3 separate regions of the Sus scrofa genome follow, and regions 1 and 2 are each linked to region 3. Evidence: chromatin contacts called from public HiChIP or PLAC-seq data. All regions are on one chromosome and are shown on one strand. The core of a region is the stretch at or near the end of the contact, and the rest is flanking DNA. Distances in the headings are between cores, read along the strand shown. Region 1 overlaps ANKRD55 (ankyrin repeat domain-containing protein 55). Region 2 overlaps ANKRD55 (ankyrin repeat domain-containing protein 55). Region 3 overlaps LOC110257289 (a long non-coding RNA gene).

Evidence for each region. HiChIP or PLAC-seq counts read pairs in DNA pulled down with a chosen protein or histone mark.
Region 1: an H3K27ac HiChIP or PLAC-seq map of alveolar macrophages shows a contact between it and region 3. The contact joins two enhancer-like sites. A contact is called at or near these places in 1 of 47 Hi-C or Micro-C datasets (epiblast stem cells) and 1 of 2 datasets of contacts at active chromatin or transcription factors (alveolar macrophages).
Region 2: an H3K27ac HiChIP or PLAC-seq map of alveolar macrophages shows a contact between it and region 3. The contact joins two enhancer-like sites. A contact is called at or near these places in 1 of 47 Hi-C or Micro-C datasets (embryonic fibroblasts) and 1 of 2 datasets of contacts at active chromatin or transcription factors (alveolar macrophages).

The regions. Positions count from the first base shown.
Region 1 is chr16:35,486,750-35,489,449 of Sscrofa11.1, forward strand. The region is part of intron 4 of ANKRD55 (ankyrin repeat domain-containing protein 55); the gene reads right to left. Among named protein-coding and RNA genes, the nearest start is that of ANKRD55, 170 kb to the right of the region's middle. Within about 2 kb of position 1,297, at least 1 of the 83 cell types and tissues checked has an H3K27ac peak or open chromatin away from gene starts, as enhancers often do. A contact at or near this core is called in alveolar macrophages, where this site is marked.
Region 2 is chr16:35,456,521-35,459,220 of Sscrofa11.1, forward strand. All of the region lies in intron 4 of ANKRD55 (ankyrin repeat domain-containing protein 55), which reads right to left. Among named protein-coding and RNA genes, the nearest start is that of ANKRD55, 200 kb to the right of the region's middle. Within about 2 kb of position 1,436, at least 4 of the 83 cell types and tissues checked have an H3K27ac peak or open chromatin away from gene starts, as enhancers often do. A contact at or near this core is called in alveolar macrophages, where this site is marked.
Region 3 is chr16:35,747,724-35,750,423 of Sscrofa11.1, forward strand. All of the region lies in intron 3 of LOC110257289 (a long non-coding RNA gene), which reads right to left. Among named protein-coding and RNA genes, the nearest start is that of ANKRD55, 90 kb to the left of the region's middle. Within about 2 kb of position 1,363, at least 17 of the 83 cell types and tissues checked have an H3K27ac peak or open chromatin away from gene starts, as enhancers often do. A contact at or near this core is called in alveolar macrophages, where this site is marked.

The DNA.
Region 1 (2,700 bases), core at 47-2,546, 260 kb before region 3:
CCATATGCCACAGGTGGGGCCCTAAAAAGCAAAAAACAAACAAACAAAAAACCACTCAAACTGATCAGTGACTTCAGCAAAGTAACAGGATATAAGATTAACATTCAGAAATCGGTTGCATTTCTGTATACTAACAATGAAATATATTAGAAAAGACATACAAAAACATAATACCTTTTAAAATCCCACCTCAAAAAATTAAATGCCTAGGAATAAGCCTGACCAAGGGGGTGAAAGATTTACATGCTGAGAACTATAAAACATTAATCAAGGAAATTAAAGAGGATTCAAAGAAATGGAAAGATACTCCGAGCTCTTCGGTTGGAAAAATTAATATCGTAAAAATGACCATGCTACCCAAAGTTGTGTGTCTTTTTAATATGCTTGCCTAAGAGTCATCCTACCTTCTAGGGAAGGTAACACTGTCTTAATAACAAGGACCCAGATTCTGTTGTTAACCCAGACTTAGATGTTACAGGACACTGACACATGGCAAATGGTTTTTGTCTAGAAAAAAAGGTAATTCCCATGGTATGGCTTCACTTTCCTGCAGGATATTAACCAGTTTGGTGTCAAAATTAGCAAATTTATTCAAGAATTTTTCTTTCCACATATCAGTTCTCATATTCCCCTTTGGATAAGTTTTGTCATTTCTCTACTTCTATCATTAACAAATTTAATAGATCTTGGAAACATGCTCAAAATTTGTATGAGATATATTTTTATCTTTTTAGAAGTTATAACTCAACAACTCTTAGAAGTCTGATTTGGTATCACAGATTTAATTTACTGATTAACAAACACCTGGATTATGATGTGTCTCTGATAATATTAAGACTCCCAGGAATTCCTGTTGTGGCTCAGTGGGTTATGAACCTGACTAGTATCCAGGAGGATGTGGGTTTGATCCTGGGCCTTTGCTCAGTGGGTTGGATATCTAGCATTGTGGTAAGCTGTGATGTAGGTCATAGACGTGGCTTGGATCTGGCGTTGCTGTGGCTGTGGCATAGGCTGGCAACTGCAGCTCTGATTCAACCCCTAGACTGGGAACCTCCATATGCCATGGGTGTGGCCCTAAAAAGTGGAAAAAAGGGGGAAAAAAAAGAATCCCCAAATCTTGTAATTAGCATCAATAATTTTTTACAATATATTTTATCCATGTCCATGTAAAAGCACATTGGAAGGAGACGACCAAGAAGAACTAGCCCTCGTAAACCACTGAGCAAGTCCTGAATAGAGTTAGCAACAGAATCAAATAATTTCCTAGTTTGCAAGAAATGTTCTTCCACTATTCTGTAGAACTGGTCTTCTGCAGAATCATAAACCCATGTGATTGTGAAATTCTTGCAAGCTGTCAAGTCAGGAAGCATTTCAAATAGAAAGAGGAACTTAGAAAAATGTATCCCTGGGGAAAGATTTTTTTCCCTTTCCCTTCTCCTAAAGGACTCATAATTCATTTCAGCTGCTTTGAATCTTCATGGCATCAACTTTTTTAAAAAAATGAAAAACTGACACCTTATGGAAAGACATTAAATATAGGAGAAAATGCAATTTTCTTCTGGTGAGGCCTAGTTAACTACCCTTCGTGTTTAAATTATATAAAATTTTATTATTGTGGAAGTCCTGAAATATCTGAATTAATTTTTTTTTGTCTCTTTTTTTTTTTTTTTTTTTTGTTGTTGTTGTTGTTGTTGCTATTTCTTGGGCCGCTCCCACGGCATATGGAGGTTCCCAGGCTAGGGGTCGAGTCGGAGCTGTAGCCACCAGCCTACGCCAGAGCCACAGCAACGCGGGATCCGAGCCGCGTCTGCAACCTACACTACAGCTCACGGCAACGCCGGATCGTTAACCCACTGAGCAAGGGCAGGGACCGAACCCGCAACCTCATGGTTCCTGGTCGGATTCGTTAACCACTGCGCCACGACGGGAACTCCTGAATTAATTTTTTTTTCTTAAAATTAACGCGAAATCAGCTGATGGACCAACCCCAATTACTTCAATAGCTCTATGACAAAACTGAATTAAGCTTCCCAATGTCTTGTTTCCAATTTTTTTTTTTTAGAACATGGTACATTTCTTACGGTATGAAATTACTGCATAGTACAAAGTTGAATTTTCCGTGCATACAAAAAAAAATGATGGAGTTCCTACTGTACACAAGATACCAGATAGAACGTACAAGTTAGTTTCCGCCTAAAAGGAGCTTACAATTTAGTTGGAGAGGCAACAATCAAATAATATCCCTTTGTAAAAGGACATAAAGATACAATTTTGATGTACTTAGAATATAGAGTCTATTGCAGAGGTCTTGATCATCTATGGATTGCAGCCAGGTAAACCATGGTACAGCTTCTCTAATTAGAGTGGTACATGTGCATGTGTGTGTTCTAAGGTAGGACTGATATTTTATAGGAACCATTTGGAAAAGAAAAAAGGCCAAAGGAAAGAGGCTGAGATTGGTAAATTATCTCACTTGCTCGTTCAATTAGTAACCACATCCCATGAAGGAACATGTTTTATGAAGAAGGCAAAGCACCAGCCAAGTACCTGGCACACAGTAGGCATTTAATAAATACTCACTGAATTAAGTTAAAGATATATCAGAAGTGAACTTTGACTTCAGAGAGCTTATGACGTAGGAGGGAGGCTGCATTTTCTTTTTAGTCGAATAATTATAATACAATGGAGAAAGTGGATTCC
Region 2 (2,700 bases), core at 186-2,685, 290 kb before region 3:
ATGGATGAGAGCTCAGAGGTGATCTTCCAGTCCTACAGATGAATTTCAACAAAATGGTCCATTTTTTTTTTCTCAAAAGCAATGGAACCACAGACTATTTAAGAGCAGAACATGTTGAGATGTAATTATTAATTTGCTTAGCATGATATCTGCTCAACAAAGGCCACAAAAACTTAGAAAGTTTCAGAGAAGACATTGTTGGCTTTTGTAAAACATCAGACTCAGGACTAGAAACTTTATATTAAGTACAAGTGGAGATATTAATAGATTTCAGGAGCAACAGAAAGGCCTTCCATGCTCCCAGCCCACTATGCACATCTATACCTGAAATTTCATGAATTCCTTTGCTTCTTTTTTATCTACTGAGATGCCAGTATCTCTGGTAGGAAGATAAGACATTATGCCTTATCATTTAAGCTGGTAGTGTGAATGGACTTATCAGAAAGCTTTTTTTTTTCCCCTGGCCCTTGGAGACTACAGCATAAGAGAAATGAAGGAGCTGGAAGTCTCATTAAACACCTCAAATTTCACATAGGGCTAGCTCTATAAAAGCCACATAGAAGAATCAAAGGACATGATCAAGAAAGTGAAAAGACAACCCTAGAATGGGAGAAAATTTTTGAAAATCACCTATCTAAAAAGGGTGTAGTGTCCACAATAGAATTCTTATAACTCAACAACAAAAGGACAAAAGCCCAATTAAAACAATGGGCAAAGAATTTGACTACAATTGTTCCAAAGAAGACATACAAATAGTCAAATAAGCACTGAAAAAAATGCTTAACATTGTTAATCACTAGAGGAATGCAAGTCAAAAGCGCAATAAAATACCACTTTACCATCCACCAGGATGACTATAATGGAAAAAATAGAAATTAACAAAGTATTAGTGAGGATGTAGAGAAACAGGAACACTCACATATTGCTGGTAAGGATGTAAAACAGCACAGCTGCTTGTGGAAAACAGTTTGGAGGTTCCTCAAAGTTAACACAGAAATACCATGTAACATAGCAATTCTTCCCTGAGTATATATATAAAAAGAACTGAAAACAGATATTCAAAAAAAAAAAGTGTACACATAGTTCACAACAGCACTATTCACAACAGCCAAAAGGTCTAAACATTCCAAATGTCCATCAACTGAAGAGTGGACAAACACAAAATGGTATTTCTGTATAGTACGATACTATAAAGCCATAAAAGGGAATGACATACCCATATGTGCTACAACATGGTTGCACCTTTAAAATATTATGGCACATGGAAAACAAACAAACAGACACAAAGGTCACACGTTGTATAAATTCCATTGCTATAAAATATTTAGAATAGGCAAGTCCATAAAGACAGAAAGCAAATGAGTAGTTGTCAGGGGCTGGGGTAAAAAGGGAATGGCAAGTTAACAGCTTAAAGGGCTTGAGGTTTCCTTATGGAGTGATGAAATTGTTCTAGAACAGGAGAGTCATGATGGTTGCACAATGTTATGAATGTACTAAAAGACACACAGAATTGTATACTTTCAGATGGTTAAAGTGATAAATTTTATGTATATGAATTTTACCTAAATAAAAAAATAAGTCACATAGAAACTCTATGCATCTTTTAGTTAATGCTAGGGAAAACCAATATTTGCAAGTGCCCATTCATGGAGAGACAATTCTGTGTTATGAGTGATGTGTAAAGAATATGTCATTAGCCCAGTGTCTGCAAAGCCTAGTTAGGCAACAAAGCTTCAAAAGCGTAAACTCTTTTTATTTTTCCTGATGTACTGTCAGGCTGAAACATAGGAATTCAAACCAGAGTGAAGGAAGATGGGCAAGAGAAACAGATTTTCGATACAAGAAACATAAAGGCTAAGAAGCTGAATCAATTTGTCATAGTTGAGGGGAGTGCCAGGAACCAGACCTCAACACAGGACAAGTGGAACAGTAGCAGAGTAAGACAGGGTAGTGGTTGTCTACCCTTGAAACAAATGCTTTCTCTCCTGTCATTTCCAGTTCCAGTCCTTGGACTGTAAAGTATACACACACCTACTAACACAGAAATCAAGCCAGCTATGTACAATACTTGAAATCTGAAAAGTTATTCTAGGTTTATCCAGATATTAAAAAAAAAAAAAGAAAAAAAAACAGTGGTTGATTTCCCCCTCCCCCTTTGGTTGAGAGTTTTGTTTGTTTTTTTTTTTTTTTAATTTGGAAAACAAAATGAAATTAGGTACTACTGAATCAGAGAGAAAGTTCACTGCAAGTACTTTGATTAAATTTGGTGATGCAGCTAGTGGTTTTATAATTTAATCTTTACCTACCCATAAACCATAGTTAAAGATACTATATAAAAAGTTTATTGGGGTTTTTTGGGGGTTTTGGGGGTTTTTGTTTGTTTGCTTTTATTTTTTTTTCCATGAAAACCTGTTTGACTGGACCAGGACGAGTCAAGGGTCATGAGCTAGGTGATTGTATGGATCACTCAGTTTCTCTCTTTTATGGCTTCTAATTGGCGCCTAGGCAGCTAGCTTGAAAACAGCATCAGGTGAGTTTACTACTAAGGCTGGGGAAAAAAATACATTTTAGATCCTGATGATGCACTAATAACTCTGTCATCTTTATATGTTAAAAAAGGCATACATCTCTAGGCAGCAATTGTTCAGTGGTCTATATATTTGTGGTAAATGAATGATTCAGGTTATGAAGAAGACAGAG
Region 3 (2,700 bases), core at 113-2,612:
GACGCAACTGTACTGAAGAGTAAGCAAAGTCAGAGAGAATCAAGTTCAGTCATGTCTCTTAGGAGATCTCAGCGGCCACCAGCAGGGTTCTTCATAAGCTGAAGGACCAGTAAACATGAAATAGTCAAGACCCAGGAAGCAGGCCAACCATAGAGCTGGGTATATCAAAGAAAGATGAAGGAGGCAGGCATGCTGAAGATGTTCAAAAGAAAGACTAGAGTATAAATCTAGGCCATCTCAGTACAATCAGAGTGGCAGGCAAATAACCAAGGTGGAGATTGGATGGAGAAGCAGGGCGGCCTGGTGTGTCCAAATTGGGCTCTGGTGATAAACTGCCTGGATTGAATCCTGGCTGTGAGCCATGATTTGGGGGCTGCGAAAAACCAAACCAAACCGTCTACACCTCAGTTTTCTCATCTGCAGAATGGGAATAATATTACCTTTCTTGTAGGGTTATTAAATATGATAGGGACAATATTATTCTAAGAAAAAGAGGCAGCTCCTGGGACCCACAACAGAAGCTAAGTCAAAAGGAAACAAAAGGACAGTTACCAGTCAGAGTAGGCCCTGCAGTAAAAAGCAGGGTCCCCACGATGGCAACAGACTAGAACTCTCAGTTCTTGTTTCTCTGTAAAAACAGGGTTGGCTCTAGAACTTTGGGCAGGCTGGACAGCTGTGGCCTTAGCTGCAGAAGTTAGAGGCCTGGAGGTGAGGGGGCCAAGCCGACCATTATCCTGATTGCCTTGGCTCAGGTTTGAATGTAGATCACTCTCTGGGACTCCCAGAGGCCACTTTCCCTTCAATTCACAAGTTCTTCCCAGTGTTGCCCTTCCCTTCAGGAATCACTTTCTTAAAATAAATAACTCCTAGGATCTTCCACCTCCACTCACAGGTTCTCATTTTTGCCCTGGCCAGTGGCCTCCCTCCTGTCCTATAGCTGTTCAGTCATTGTGGTTTCTCTAGCACCTCCTCTGTGTTGCTCAGTCTCCCCTTTAAACAGGCCCACGGAGTCCCCAGATTCCAAAAGAAAGCTTTCTTCACTACCCTTTCTCCCCACCCCTACCCAGTCCCACACCCTGCCTACCCGCTACCAGCCAGGGTCTTATTAGCCTCCAACTCAGCCTATAAAGACTCCATTTAGGAATCCTCATACATATTTCCATGTTAATAACACCCACCATCTTCCCTGGAAAGTTCCCATTAGCTTTTCCTTAAGTACTCAAAATACAGTAAGACTTCACATTCATGTCTTAACACAGAAACCTCTGTCCTGCTGGCTCTTCAGTTCACTGTCATTAGGGGGAAGGGAAGCATCTGACAATACTCTGAAAACAAACCAAATCAGGAAGTGGATAAATGGGGACATTTTTCTAAGCGTGTTTGTTTCTGACCTTCTCCCCTCCACCCCTTCAGAGCTGACATACCCAGCAGATTGGACCCGTCCTCTGCTTCTCATTGCAACACAGAGATATGTGGAGACTGTCTCCAGCACAGACCAATAGACCTGTTCTCTTCCAGGGCAAAGCTTGAAGCTTTAATCCAGCCATTTCACAAAGTCATTGTAGGGCAGTTACAGATCTGTGATAAGGAGACCCAGGCAGGAGAGATGGAACCACCCAAAGGCATCAGTATAGCTAGACAGCAAGAGGCCCCCATGGGAGAAGGCCAAGAGGCAATTATCCACTTGGCAGAAAGTACTCCTATCTGTGCCTGCAGGGTTCTATCCCTTGCTTATTTTCTGCGCTCGTGCATAGGAACCAAGGGAGAAAATTGAATAATGATACTGTGGTCAGCCTCACTCTTGGGTTAGGCAGTATTGGGAGAACATTCCCATTTTACAAATATAGCAATTCTTAGACTATTTTCAGAGTTAAAGCGATCTCAGGAATTTCTCCCACTGTGTCATTTTAGAGTTGAAGTAATGAGAGCTCAAGAAGTAAATGGACCCACTAAGGGTCACTAGAACAGAACAGGAACTGGCTTCTCGCTTCCTGTGTTCTAGCCATTGCACCATACCATCTCACAAACAGTTTCATCTTGCTATGTACAAATTGAATTTTTTAAATGTAAACATATGGCAGGGACTGAAAGAGAACATGAGTGGATTTTTTTTTTCCTTGAAAAGTATTTGTAATGCCAAAATGTTTTTACAAGTAATATATATACCTGAATTGTTCTTAGAGAATGAGAAGGCATTAAGGATCAAAGAAGTTATTTCACTGCAGAGAAGAAAAGAGGAAGAAAGTCATGGTGGATGTCTGCAGAAAACCAGAATGAAAGGTTAAATAGTACTGACATTGAAGACAGGATGAAGAAGGGAAGAATGGGGCTGAAAAAGGACATCCAAGGAAGAAGGATATAAGAGATCCCAAGAGAAGAAAGACCCCAGAGAATCCCAAGGAAGTACTTTGGTTGGTACTGTGTGAGAATTCTAAGTGTTAGAAATTTAAAATACTGTGAGTAATGGAAGAGGACAATGAGGAAATGACCTCTGCTAAGCAAGTGATTTACATATTTTCTCATTCAATTCTCACACAATATCATAAAAAGTTACTATTAGATCCATTTTATAGATGAGAAACTGTGTCTCATTGAAGTTAAATAGCCTATGGTCACAAAACTAAAATGTAGTAAAGCCAAGATTCTGCTCAGGATTGACACCAAAACCCATCTAGCAATCTAAGTCATGGCTTCCTTTCC